Linked DNA regions of Mus musculus: all the other regions are linked to region 1. The links are chromatin contacts, called in public promoter capture Hi-C maps. All regions are on one chromosome and are shown on one strand. The core of a region is the stretch at or near the end of the contact, and the rest is flanking DNA. Distances in the headings are between cores, read along the strand shown. Region 1 holds the start of Slc27a3 (solute carrier family 27 (fatty acid transporter), member 3). Region 2 holds the start of S100a9 (S100 calcium binding protein A9 (calgranulin B)). Region 3 overlaps Tpm3 (tropomyosin 3, gamma).

Region 1 (4,384 bases), core at 377-2,876:
AAGGAGAGAGACTAACCAATGCCCAAGCAGCCCACAATGCCCAGAAGGGAGCCAGACATGTGGTACAGTGGGAGTGCGAGGTAGATCACGTCCTCCTGGTGGACTCCACACAGATGGTAGAATCCCTGGCACTGTAGAACCTTCAGATGACTGATTCGAGCAGCCTTGGGCAGGCCTGAAGGGTGGCAAGAGGGGCACAGTCAGGAAAAGGGTCTGAGCTGTGTCCTGGAAAAATAGGTATTTTGGGGACTGGAAGGAGAGAAGCTGTGCCTGGGATGGTGTCCAGGGTGATCTGAAAGTGACAAGCGTCCCAGTCCTCTCCCCAGACCTTGCCACCCTCTGCCTCAGTGTCTGAGAAGTATTGTATCCAGTCCTCACCAGTAGTGCCAGAGGTGAAGATGTACAGGCAGGTGTCCATTATGTTCTGGGGGGCAGAGAGGTACCCCGGCACTGGCTCATCCACTTGGTCTGCTGCTTCCGATAGCAAATTGCTGATTCCAGCTACATTAGTTTCAGGGCCCGTCGCCCATAGGTGGAGCCCCATGGCTCTCAAGGCCGGCAGGTCCGGCTCCAGGGACTCCAGGAACTCTACAAGGGTAGGCAAACCCAGCTTCGAGGTTCTCCAGCTACTCTAAAGCCTTCCATCACCTGGTTGGTTTGCTCTGTCCTTGTGCAATGCTCTAGGGTGAGGGTGGCAATGTGGGGATCCCACGTCTTGCCTGGGACCTGTAATCCGACGGCTTAAGAATTCTTTGGGTCTAGCACATCCCTCCCCAAACCCAGGCCTCTTTCTTATTCCCACTCACTTCTGCACCTCGGGTCTAGGGAGCAGGCGCGCCCTCTCTGGCTCGCAGCCTTACCTGTGGCCAGCACGAGCGCACTCGCACCGCAGCTGCGGAGGCAGTGCAGCAGGGGTCCTCGGCGTAAAGCGGTGGGCACAAAGGCCGTGCGCAGGCCAGCTTTGGCCAGTCCGAACCAAATCCAAAGGAAATCCGGGCCCGCTGGGAGGAGCAGCGCCACGGTCGCCCCGGGTGCCAGAGGGGGCGCGGTCGTCCCTCTAGCAGCCGCATCTCCAGCCGGAGGCGCCACGCGTGCGCCTTCCTCAGTGCTGCCCCTGCCCGAGCCTCGGCGGCCCCCGGTCCAGCCCCGTGCGCGCAGAAAGGCGCGAGCAATCCGGTTGCTCTCGCGCTCAGCCTCCGCGTAGCTAAAGCGCTGCGCGCCGTGGATGAGGAAGGTGTGTGTCGGCTGCTCCCGGGCCAGGTACGCGAGACGCCAGGCCAGACTGCACCCGCTCTCAGAGCTTTCGGGGTCGGCGGCCGCTGCGGCCAGCGCGCGTGCTCGAAGGGCCCTTTTGCAGCGGAGGGCGCGAACTGTGAAGGCCAGGTCGGCCGGCAGCCAGCGCAGCTGAGGCCAGACGTCTAGCTTCAGCAGCAGAGGCAGGAGCAAGAGTAAGGGCAGCAGCAGCAGGAGGGCCGCCATGGTGCCCTTTTCCTCTAGTCCGTCCCAGCAGCTCACACACACTCCAGGTGGTCCTTCCTGAAACACTAAGCCAGCTTTGGTCCGGCTCGGACAACCTTTCTTCCCGGGAACGTGGCGCGCGTGCGCTGGCACCCGCCCTTCCCACCCAGCTTCTGCGGTGTGGCGCGGGAGCCAGGAGTGCGAGAGTCGGGGGCGGCCCGGCCCTCCCCACAACCCAGGCCCCGCCCTAGGCGCACACGCTCCGGAATTTGACCGCTGGTGGCCAGCAGCCTGTCGGGTCCAAAGAGGTGCCTACCCTCCAACCCCACAGCTGTGCATTTTCATGGCCACCTAAGCTATTGGCTGGCTTATAGTCCTGGTCCTGGAGCCATTCAATCCTTTGATTGTTCTTTGTCACCCATGATGGGATGGTACCACTGCTCTCTTCCTAAGGCGACTGAAGAATCTGGCCCCTGGCCAGGTCGGGTCTGCAAGTCTGGGCAAAACAGCTGCCTCCAGCTACCAGCAGCAATAGCAACCCCCCAGGGAATGGGTGGGGGAGCCTGAGAATTAAGTTACGGGAAAGGTGGAGGCCAATCTGCCAGACTTGTGAAGGGAAGCCCTTCATTTTAGGCAAGGATACAATAATTGGGACCAGGCAGCAAATGTTTCCCATCCTGGTTTTAATCGGTGCAGTGGAAACTGGGGATGGGAAGAGGAAGAAAAAAGAGGCCTCTTGGTGGTTTAGAGTTTCAAAAGTAGTGGCTTTAAAAGAGCATGGATTCTCAGAAGAGGAAAATGTCCAGGCTGAATCAATGGAGTGTGTGCACTAAACCTAGCCTTTACCTCTCCTCAGCAAGGCATCGAATGTCCCTGGACAGGGAAGCTGAAAGCATGATCTGGGACTATCCTCTGCTGCTATATGGGGACAGTAAGCAGTCAGACTGGAAGAGCGTCTCCTGCCCTGGCATTTGAGCTTTCATCCTCTCTCCTTCAAAACTCAACGTAGAGCACCCTTCCCTGCCTAAACCCCTGGGAACAGTGCACTTACTAAAGTGAGGGGCGAATGCTGGCTTTGGAGGATATGGAGGTCTTAGGTGTGTGGATTATGTGCACGCTTGAGTGCACTTGTGTATTCATGGGGTGGAGGCCCAAGGTACAAGTCAGGAATCCTAGATCACTCTCCACCTCATTCGTCAAGGTAGGCTCTCTCAGCTGAACCCTGAGCTCACTGATAGCTAGCCAGCCATCTGACTCCAGGGACCCAGTCTCTGCCTTCTGAGCTCTGGGATCATAGGCAAGCCACCATAGAACTCTGGTCCTCATTCGTGTGTGGCAAGTTTTTTATCTACTAAGTAACCCCTCCCCTCCCCTTCCCACCCCACCCCACCTCCTAAAGATGAAGTTCCCGAGAAGCAATGGGCAAGGCCAGCCAGCCTGCAGGGAGATGGTGCCAGCATCAGCTTCTAAGTGGAAAGGTTAGATGTCTGACTCACTCTAGTGGGAAGGATCTCAGATCAAAGCCAAGTCCCTCCTGGAGACATTGTGTAGTGGGGAGAGGGGTACAAGTTAAACAGAGGCGCCTATATACACAGGACGAACAGAGATGTCAACTCAGGCACAAAAGATGTTCTGGCTTGTTTCATTATCACTTAAAAACAATTTAAAACTCGATTATCTTTGCCAAAAGAAAAAGCAAAAACAGAACCACAGAAAATCAGGCCATCTGACAGTTCTGAGGAACTTGCCTCCAGGACTCCCCTGGGCTCTGGCTCAGCTTGAAGTGCCAATGCCGGGCCAACCCAAGCATCCCAGGTGCAGCAAGAGCCTCTCACGCTGCCATTGGGTTCTTTTCTGAAGGCTGTGGCATCTGCCCAGATGGGCACCGCCCACACCAGGTCAGATGCCCACTTCACACTGGTGTAATGACCACCGTCCACAGACTACAAATGCAGACTGACAGGAAGCAGGGGGAAATGCCCACTCACACAGCATCTGCTGTCACCCCAGCTCCTCTGCCCAGCAGCCTCTTCATCACTCCTTTCTCTGTCCAAATGGCTCTTCGGAGACTTGGGGAGGAGCCGGCGGCAAAGGACTTCCACCATGATCTGCTTCTGCACAGCTTCTGGTTGCTGTGAGAACCTACCAGTGGGAGCAGCAGTGAAGAGGGGGTGAAAAGAGCTGGAGGCCCTGGGAGGAGAGGAGAGGTGGGGCTGCATGGACCTTTCTCAGGCTGGGGCAGGGTGGGGATCCAGGCCTCAGTCACTGTCAGAACCCACAGCAGAGGAGCCTTTTCGTTTTCGTTTGGTAGGCTTAGGCTTTGTATCTTCTTCCTCCTGGAAGAAATGAGGGGAGCAGAAGGCCATCACTAACCTGGACAGCAGCTGACCACACCCCACCCGCACCCATTACTCCCTCCTGTGCACTGGCTGAGAGGCTCACCGAGGCACTGCTGGAGCCTGACTCCTCTTCAGCATTGGGGGGCTGGGTAGCATTCTTTCGACTTCGAGGGCTGGACAGAGCTGCCTTCCGCCGGCTCTTGGGTGGCTTAGTGGAAGAGTCCTCATATTCCTCCGCCAGGGAGAAGAGGTCACTGAACCTAAGAGATAGGACAGGCTTTCTGAGACAGGTATCCAGCAACCCCTTCCACCCCAGCACCTAAGCCGAGTCTGTTTCTCAACCCCAGGGTCTTGCTGGTCATTAAGTTATGTCCCCAGCAGACTCTTCTCCCCAAGGCCCAAAGTAGAAGGAACCTCACTTCATCTTGTGAGCTTCGTCACAGCTTGCCTGGACATGCTGCAGCGCCTGGAGGATTGGTGTCTGGCTAAAGACTATGGAAGGGAAGCACAGTTAATATGTCAGGAAGATTATACATAGCACAGAAAATTATTTCTTCTATGGGTTTGAGCAGTGGTCCTGGTAATGT
Region 2 (3,919 bases), core at 1,265-3,764, 310 kb after region 1:
TTATAATTACTTTAACAAATAGAAATGGAAACACCTTCTAAAAGGTAGGTCATTTTTGTAGGTCGTTGGCCCTGGGAGTAGAGGAGAGGAGATATAAATCTGGATTTGATTTGAGGCACAGTACTACACAGGTTGTTGGCTCTTTTTTTTTTTCTTTCCTCCTGGAGGATTTTTCTTCCCCTACTCTTCTCAGTATCTCTTGCAGTCATACCCCACCCCAGTCGTTTTCTGGGAGGCAACTAGTTGTTAAAGCTTGTTCAGTCTACTTAGTTGAGGAGGCACCCAAGAAACCAGGCAGCACGGGGTCTTAAAGGGGCAGAGCATAGTTTGCTCTGCTGACCACAAAGGGTGTGATACAGTTGATGGAGACTCAGATAAAGTGAAAAGATCAAGATGTGGTTGCTGACTATCATCTAGCTGCAAGGCTTGCACTCACTTGCTGGGACACCCTGGCTAAGCAGTACCCCTTTCCACAAACTGAGTAGTTCATGAGTAACTTACGTTTGAGGTTCCTGTTTCCATGGTTCTGGTAGAATATGTCAATATAGGAAGTAAAGCCCATGGGGGGGTGTCACAGAGAAGGTATCTTCTAACATAGCTTCAAGTGCAACCTCTGTTTACCCTGAATCAGTATCTTGCTTGTCTGATGTACTCACTTAAGAGATATCTCTGCCCCTAATACCTCCCATAGTGACAATTCTCTGATTTTCCTTGGTCCCAAGTTGGGCAGGGGACCAGCCGACAGAGGCTAGCCATATTATGGACACTTCTCTGCGGAAAAGTTATAAAAAATAAAGGCTTACTCTGACTCTGACACACACACACAGACACTCTCCCCCCTCCTTTTAGTTGTCCCCTTCCATGTTGGTCATGGTGGCCATCTCTGCTATTCTTTCACTTCATGCTACTTTCTTTAATGTCCTCACAATGAATATAAAAGTTCTTTTACCTAAAGGCTGGACTATGGCCTTCATCGTCTTGATGATCTCTATTGTAATAAAGCCCATCTTGAAGGGTAGTGGGTTTTAACTTCCTTCTCCAGGAACTAACTGAACCTGTCATCTCATTGTTTTAAGATCCCTTGAGTCTTTAACCAGGGACTAGGTTTCATTTAAAGTATTACTCCCTCAAAGGCTCTTTCTCTGTCTCTCTCTTTCTCCTTACCTACTATCTATTTATTGTTTAAAATTTTTTTAATTTTAATTTTTTTGATTTTTCAAGACAGGGTTCCTTTGTGTAGTCCCAGCTGTCCTGGAACTCACGCTGTAGACCAGGCTGGCCTCGAACTCAGAAATCCTCGTGCCTCTGCCTCCCAAGTGCTGGGATTAAAGGTGTGTGCCACCACTGCCTGGCTCCTACTATCTATTTATTATTTATTTATCTGTCGGTATATCTATTCGTCTCTCTGTCTATCATCTATCTATCTATCTATCTATCTATCTATCTATCTATCTATCTATCTATCTATCAATCTATCATTTATCTATCTTCCTCCTCCTCCTCCTTCTCTTCTTCTTCTTCTTCTTCTTCTTCTTCTTCTTCTTCTTCTTCTTCTTCTTCTTCTTCTTCTTCTTCTTCTTCTTCTTCTTCCTCTTCTTCTTCATCTATCTATCTATAAATCATAGTCACTCATTCCCAGACTATCCACAGAACTGTCTCACCATCCTCCCAACTCTTAGGTCATTGAATTCCCTTGTGTTCTTAAAGTTATGTGTCACCAACACTGGGATATGGGTTCCTAGATCATCTCTGCAGCCCTCTGCCCCAAATAGGGCACCACACATTGCAGATGTTCAACTGAACCATTTCCTGACTCATGGCTAACTTTGAGTGCCTCTAATGGCAGAGCCCTACTGCCCCCGGTGCTAGAATTTGTTCTCAGACTGCTGCAGATTGCACCCTCTTCTCTCACAAGCCAAGCCTCACCTTCATAAAGGTTGCCAACTGTGCTTCCACCATTTGTCTGAATTCCTTCTTGCTCAGGGTGTCAGGGTGTCCTTCCTTCCTAGAGTATTGATGGAAGGTGTCGATGATGGTGGTTATGCTGCGCTCCATCTGAGAAGGTGCTTTGTTGGCCATCTTCTTGCTCTTCTTTGAAAATAGGGGAAACAAAAGTTACAAATAAAAGAATGGGATACCAAGCTTCCCTGACCTAGTCTCTGGCCACTGTTAGGCAAGATAAGGAGGGGAGCACAAAATAAAAAGAACAGGTAGGGTGCTACATAATGGAGAGACAGCTTCCCTCCACATATACACAAAACAGAATTTTGACTATTGATGGAATGCAAAAAACAAAAATATTTTATAGCACAACATTCTTAGAAAAAGTGAAGGAAGATATAAAATGAATAGATCAACCTAGGAGGGCTTCAAGAGGAAGGCTTGGAGGAAAGTTGGCCAAGGGAAGGAACAAAAGATCTAGTAGGGAGACTCCTCTCCACGGAAAATGAAGCTTACTTACCAAGGCTAAAGAGTCACAGATGTTGGTAAGAGCAGTGTAAGCCCAGTATTTATAGGCAGCTCCTTGTTAGATACATGGTTATCTCGGGGAAGATTGCTTCACAGGTGAGCAGTGTGGTAACTCTGACAGTCAGGGAGCTGGGGTGGGGCAGGAAATGTTCACACAGCTCTGATGTTTTGTGAAATTCCCAGCCCTGGGCTTGGAGCTTGTTTGGGGGGAAACTGGTTAGTTGGCTCACTTCCCTTCCATCCAACCTCCCCCTAACCCCTCCCCGCCCAAATCTTAAGCAAGACAGCCTACCTGCCATCTTTGATACCTTTCATTTCCTTGTCCTGACTTGTAATATACAGAGGGTGGCAGGCGAATCATTGTGGCCATCTCATTCTGGCTCTATCCCCTGAGTTTATGGTCTGAGCCTTCTCATGTGTTTTCCTGGCTCCTTTGAGGAAGGGTGAGGGGGTCCTCATGGCGTTCTTGAATGGAATTAGTGTTAAGAAGCTCCTCAGAGGTGGTAGCTCTTTCCCAATGGAGAGGAATGTTATGTTCAGAAGGGGACTTAAGATCATTTAGCTAGCATGTGACCTAGCAGGGGCTGTACTCAGACATCCCAGTTCTTTTTAAGGGTATTTACTACTACATTCTCCCCCTTGCATCTGAGAGGGGAGCTATCTTCAGTGGTTCTCAGTGTCACTCTTCCAAATCCTATTCCCAGTTGTCATTTATGTCCCCTAGGAACTTATATCCTAGAAGGTAGCTGATTAAAAAAAATGATTGTTATTAGCCTATAACAACTAAACAGAACAATGACTTTCATATAATATATTTTGATAAAAAATTTCCTTCTATTTTCTTTTCTTATCCCATCTCTCTATTCCTCTTTTCTCCTTGTACCTCTCTGATAGTCTTTTTTCACATCCTTTCCTGGGGGCAGGGGTTAATTAAGTCACCCTTTACACATGCATCAGAAAGCAATGTTTCTTTAGTAGCCTGGCAGGGGCAGCGGGCTGGGCATCAAGGGTTCCACCCTCAGCCCTTACTTTGCTTGCATTTTCTTTTTCTTTTAACCTTAATTTTCATATAGAGAGAACATGTAGTGCTTGTCTTGTGAGTCTAGTTTATTATGTTTAACATGATAATCCCTAGGTCCATTCGTTTTCTTACAAATGGTACAATTTGTTCTTCTTTATGGCTGAATACTTTCTTTCTTTCTTTCTTTTGACTTTTTTTATTAGATATTTTCTTCACTTACATTTCAAATGCTATCCCAAACGTCCCCTATACCCTCCCACCGCCCTGTTCCCCTACAAACTCACTCCCACTTCTTGGCCCTGGCTTTCCTCTGTACTGGGACATATAAAGTTTTCTTGACCAAGGGGCCTCTCTTCCTGATGATGATCAACTAGGCCATCTTCTGCTACATATGCAGCTAGAGACATGAGTTCTGGGGGCACTGATTAG
Region 3 (4,017 bases), core at 548-3,047, 310 kb before region 1:
AAAGATGCATATTTAACATGAAAACTTACCTGCCCCGGCTGGCCTTGGGTTCTGGACTCAACCGATCCTTGTGCTTTGCCTCTGGAATAGTCTCCTCCGGGGTTCAACTGCCAAGCCTGCGTTTCCACTGTTATCTTTCCTTCTTAGTACTAATTTTATTCAGAAGTATGGGTGTCTGACCCCCTTGAGCTGGAACTGCCAGTACTTGTGGATGCAACTCCCACCCCACCATGTTGGACTGGTCCCAGGAGCCAAGGTCTGCAAGAGCAGCTCTCCCTACTGAGCCATCCTGCCAGCCTCACTGTAACCATTTTTAAGTGAATGGTTCATCTTACCCTTTAAAAAATATTTCGCCGGGCGTAAAAAAAAAAAAAAAATTTCTCCTGCCAGGCAGTGGTGGCACACGCCTTTGATCCCAGCACTTGGGAGACAGAGGCAGGCAGATTTCTGAGTTCGAGGCCACCCTGGTCTACCAAGTGAGTTCCAGGACAGCCAGGGCTACACAGAGAAACCCTGTCTCTGAAAAAAACAAAATCAAACTATACACACACACACACATATATTTCTCCAAGTTTCCCATAGTATTTTTGATTTTTCCTTTTGTTGTGCCTTAAAACATTGGAAATAACACCAAGGGAAGAAGAGTGGGCTTTGAACACAGGTTCTAACTTTGAGCCTAAATTCTTGGTCTCCGAAGGAGGGGTAGGATATTTGGGTGTTTGTTCCTCTCTTTGTTAGAGGCTTGGATTGGTTTGGCTGCTGCTTGCCTTCCTCTGCCCCCCATTTCAGAGCACACTGCTCCAGGAGAGGCAAACAACCCTTTGCTCTGAGTGCCTCTGCTAGACTCCACCTTTGTTGACTCTGGGACGGCAGATAACTTCAATTCCCAGCTTTCCTGCCCCTTGGTAGAATTTCCCCAGGACAAGCTCACTGGGAGAGGCATGCATGGGAACACAGGGCACAGCAGTCCTTTCTTCAGCATGGGCCTGGCTTTTCTAGTACTGTGTCTATCCTGAATTACACCTGTGACTTTTATATCTAAAACGAGAAACCCCAGTGTGGCAGAGTGCCAGATTTAGACTTCTCCCGTCTGTCCTTGGCCCTGCTCTGTCTCTGCCTACCAGCTCTCGCAGCTCCTTACATTAAGGGATGTGGTATGCTTTGGGCCTCTTTTCACATTAAAACTACTATCGAGTATGCATGTAATGTTTGTGGGTCGTACACGCGCCATAACGTGTGTTGAGGTCAGAGGGCAACTTTGTGGAGTCCCATTTTCACCATTCTGTGGGTTCAGGGGATCAAATCCAGGTTGTCAGGCTTGCACAGGAGGACAGCCCACTGTAGCATTTAAACTAAAACTTCTGTCATAGACAAGACTGCCGTCAGCCATCTTTTAATGTGACCAAATGGCTGCTGCATTCCACCACCGAATTTTGCTTCCTGAACAATGGAGACTCCTGTTACTGTTGAATGGAAGACCTCACACTGTAGCCTCTAAATTGTGGGGAGGTAGGCAGGCTCTACTGGGCATTAGGTGAAATCTAGAATAATGGGGGAAAAAAAAACCCCAAAACAAAAAACCATAGAGTGTAGTGTTTCTCAAACTCAGGCTAGCCTGCCCCGGGAGCTGGTGTGGCCTGCTGACCTGAGCGGTGTGTGAGCTGTCTTCCGTATTCCTCTGGAGGGAGTATCAGATTTTGATTTTTGCAGCCTTTTGTTTCCTTGTAAAGAGAACTGCTCAGCTATAGGGAAGAAGTAGAACTTTCTGCCCTAAACCTACCACCCTCTGGATCAGCTGAAGCTTTTGCTGGGACTCCTTAATCTTTGGTTCTTCTAACACAGGCTTGCTCTTGCAAGTGCACCAAGAGGTGTTTTCTCTTCCTCTTTTTCCACCCTTGTGAAGAATTCAGTTGTAAATGCTGTTTGGTAGAAGAAAGTGCCAGAGCCAGCTTGTTGCCATGGGAACTATACCCTGCCCCCAGAGCCTGTTATCTTTTTCCAGTTTGGGTAACTAGGAGCTGGAAAGGGACTTAACATTTCATGTGCTTCCTGCAGATCCAGCTGCATTTTTCTCTTTAATTCCCCCCACCCCCAGGTTTATTGATTTTTCTGTGAATCAGTGTTTTTGCCTGTGTGGTGTATGTATGTGTACCATGTATGTGTTTGGTGCCCATGGAAGTCAGAAGAGGGCTTTGGAGCCTCTGAAACTGGAATTATGGATGGTTGTGGATCACTGTGTGGGTGCTGGGAATCAAACCTGGGTTCTCTGTAAGAGCAACTGGTGCTGTTAACTGCCGAGCCATCTCTCCAGCCCCTCAGGCTGCATTTTTCATGTTTTTGTTGTAACCGTCGTAAGGGGTAAGTACTGTGTGGTATTGTGAGTGTATCACAGCCCTGGTCTGATAGCCTGGCTTGCTCTGGACTGGTTGGCCCTGTTGAGTTTGTGAGGATAAATCTGTGTTGTCTTCCAGGACATCTGTTTTCCTAGAAGAGACAGAACTAGAGAATGCTTGCCTTTGTGGTGTTCTGAATGGTAGAGTTAGGAACACAAATGGTTTCTCAGGAATTTCAATTTATGTAGACTTCTCAGTTTAATTTTTTTCCCTTATCCTGGTCTCCTGCCTCCTTCCCCAATCTCTCCTGTGTTTGTATGTGGAAATTTTTGTTCCAATCCTGACTGTTAGCAGGATCTTATCCAGTTATATCCCTCCCTGTAGGGCTGATGGCCCAGATTCTCCAGCTGCTACCACCCTTGACTGTTAGAGGAAACCAGGGTAATGGAATTCAGGCACAGTCTGGGCTGGAGAGGGGAGCCAGAGTTCACCGGGATAGAAGCGTTTGAACGTCATCATGTGTAGCAAAGATCTTAAATTTGGGGTGGTGTTTATTTGTTTGAAACAGGGTCTCCTTGGGTAGCCCACGTTGGCATTGAACTTACCCTGTCTTCAGAGTGCTAGATTGTGGCCACGTATAATCCCATCTGTGAGAACCCCTTCCAGACTGACAGTAGACCAGCTATGTTGGTGACTTACTTGGACTTGAGCGTGTGCTTTGTTGCATATGAAGCCAGGGAAGTTACTATTAGGAATTGTACTGAAGTCCAGTGAAGCTTAGTAGGAGGTTGTTAGAGGCATAGAATAGAAAGGCAGGCAGCCAGCCAGAGGCGTGGCGCTAGGTGGAAGCTAGGGTTCTTGTTTGTTTTTTATAAGGGAACACACTGAAGGGGCGGGGTGGGGGAAGATGGACAGTTTGTGGGGACTAGTTCTCTTTGTCCCCCGTGTGGTTCCCAGAAGTAGGGCTCAGATCCTCAGCCTTGGCATCTGGTACCTTTAGCTGTTGAGTCATCTTTGCAGCCCAAGAGAGCCCAATCTTGCGTCCTTTCCCTTTCCTGTCTGGAGAGCTGTCTGGAAGGCATTAGTTGGTCATCTTCCTGGTGTGTTCGGGGAAGGAGATCACAAGGTTAAACTGGTATACATAGAGAAATATAAAATGATAGAAATACTAAACACCGGGTATCCTGGCATTTGCCTGTAGTCCCAACACTCAGGAGGATCTGGAGTTGAAAACTGGAAGTAGCTGTCATTGAAGGAGAAGTCTGTCTCCTCTAGCTGCTTTTTTGAGACAGGATCTCACTGTGTAGACTAGGACTAGACTGGCTTCAGACTCAGGGAGACCTACTTGCCTCTGCCTCCTGCGTGCCACAATTGAAGGTGTGTGTCAATACACCCGGCTTTGTTGGCCCTTATAGGTTCTGGGATTTGAATTGAGTCCAGAAGAGAAAAAATGATACTGTGTGGATAAGGAACTGAATTTTAGAATGCTCTGCAGGGCTGAGGGTACCACCCCTTTGTTAGAGTGCTTGTCGGACATGCACAAAACCCTGGGTTCTATCCCTCACACAGCATAAATTGGACATTGTGGAACATACCTGTAATCTCAACACTTGGGAGGTACTCCATGGCACGTTCAAGCCAGCGTGGGCTACGTGAGGTTAGTTCACATGAGCAAAACATTTCC

The links. Promoter capture Hi-C pulls out the DNA fragments that hold promoters and counts their contacts.
Region 2: a contact with region 1 is called in a promoter capture Hi-C map of the C10 cell line. The contact joins the promoter of S100a9 here to the promoter of Slc27a3 in region 1. A contact is called at or near these places in 3 of 39 promoter capture datasets (the 3T3-L1 cell line, the C10 cell line and the SN4741 cell line), 2 of 484 Hi-C or Micro-C datasets (cerebellum and embryonic stem cells) and 1 of 9 other capture datasets (adipose tissue).
Region 3: a promoter capture Hi-C map of pre-B cells shows a contact between it and region 1. The contact joins the enhancer-like site here to the promoter of Slc27a3 in region 1. A contact is called at or near these places in 8 of 39 promoter capture datasets (cranial neural crest, frontonasal cranial neural crest, hippocampal neurons and 4 more), 2 of 484 Hi-C or Micro-C datasets (embryonic stem cells and pancreatic beta cells) and 2 of 9 other capture datasets (adipose tissue and pancreatic islet).

Annotation. Positions count from the first base shown.
Region 1 is chr3:90,388,312-90,392,695 of GRCm38.p6, forward strand. It overlaps Slc27a3 (solute carrier family 27 (fatty acid transporter), member 3), which reads right to left and starts at 1,627. Exons shown (of 10, transcript NM_011988.3): 1 at 861-1,627; 2 at 379-588; 3 at 17-175. The coding sequence starts at 1,479. It overlaps Ints3 (integrator complex subunit 3), which reads right to left. Exons shown (of 30, transcript NM_145540.3): 28 at 4,217-4,289; 29 at 3,901-4,057; 30 at 3,069-3,794. The coding sequence ends at 3,717.
Region 2 is chr3:90,693,207-90,697,125 of GRCm38.p6, forward strand. S100a9 (S100 calcium binding protein A9 (calgranulin B)) reads right to left here and starts at 2,515. Exons shown (of 3, transcript NM_001281852.1): 1 at 2,462-2,515; 2 at 1,927-2,091. The coding sequence starts at 2,079.
Region 3 is chr3:90,082,229-90,086,245 of GRCm38.p6, forward strand. All of the region lies in intron 2 of Tpm3 (tropomyosin 3, gamma), which reads left to right. Among named protein-coding and RNA genes, the nearest start is that of Tpm3, 12 kb to the left of the region's middle. Within about 2 kb of position 1,798, at least 126 of the 459 cell types and tissues checked have an H3K27ac peak or open chromatin away from gene starts, as enhancers often do. A contact at or near this core is called in adipose tissue, hippocampal neurons, liver and 1 more, where this site is marked.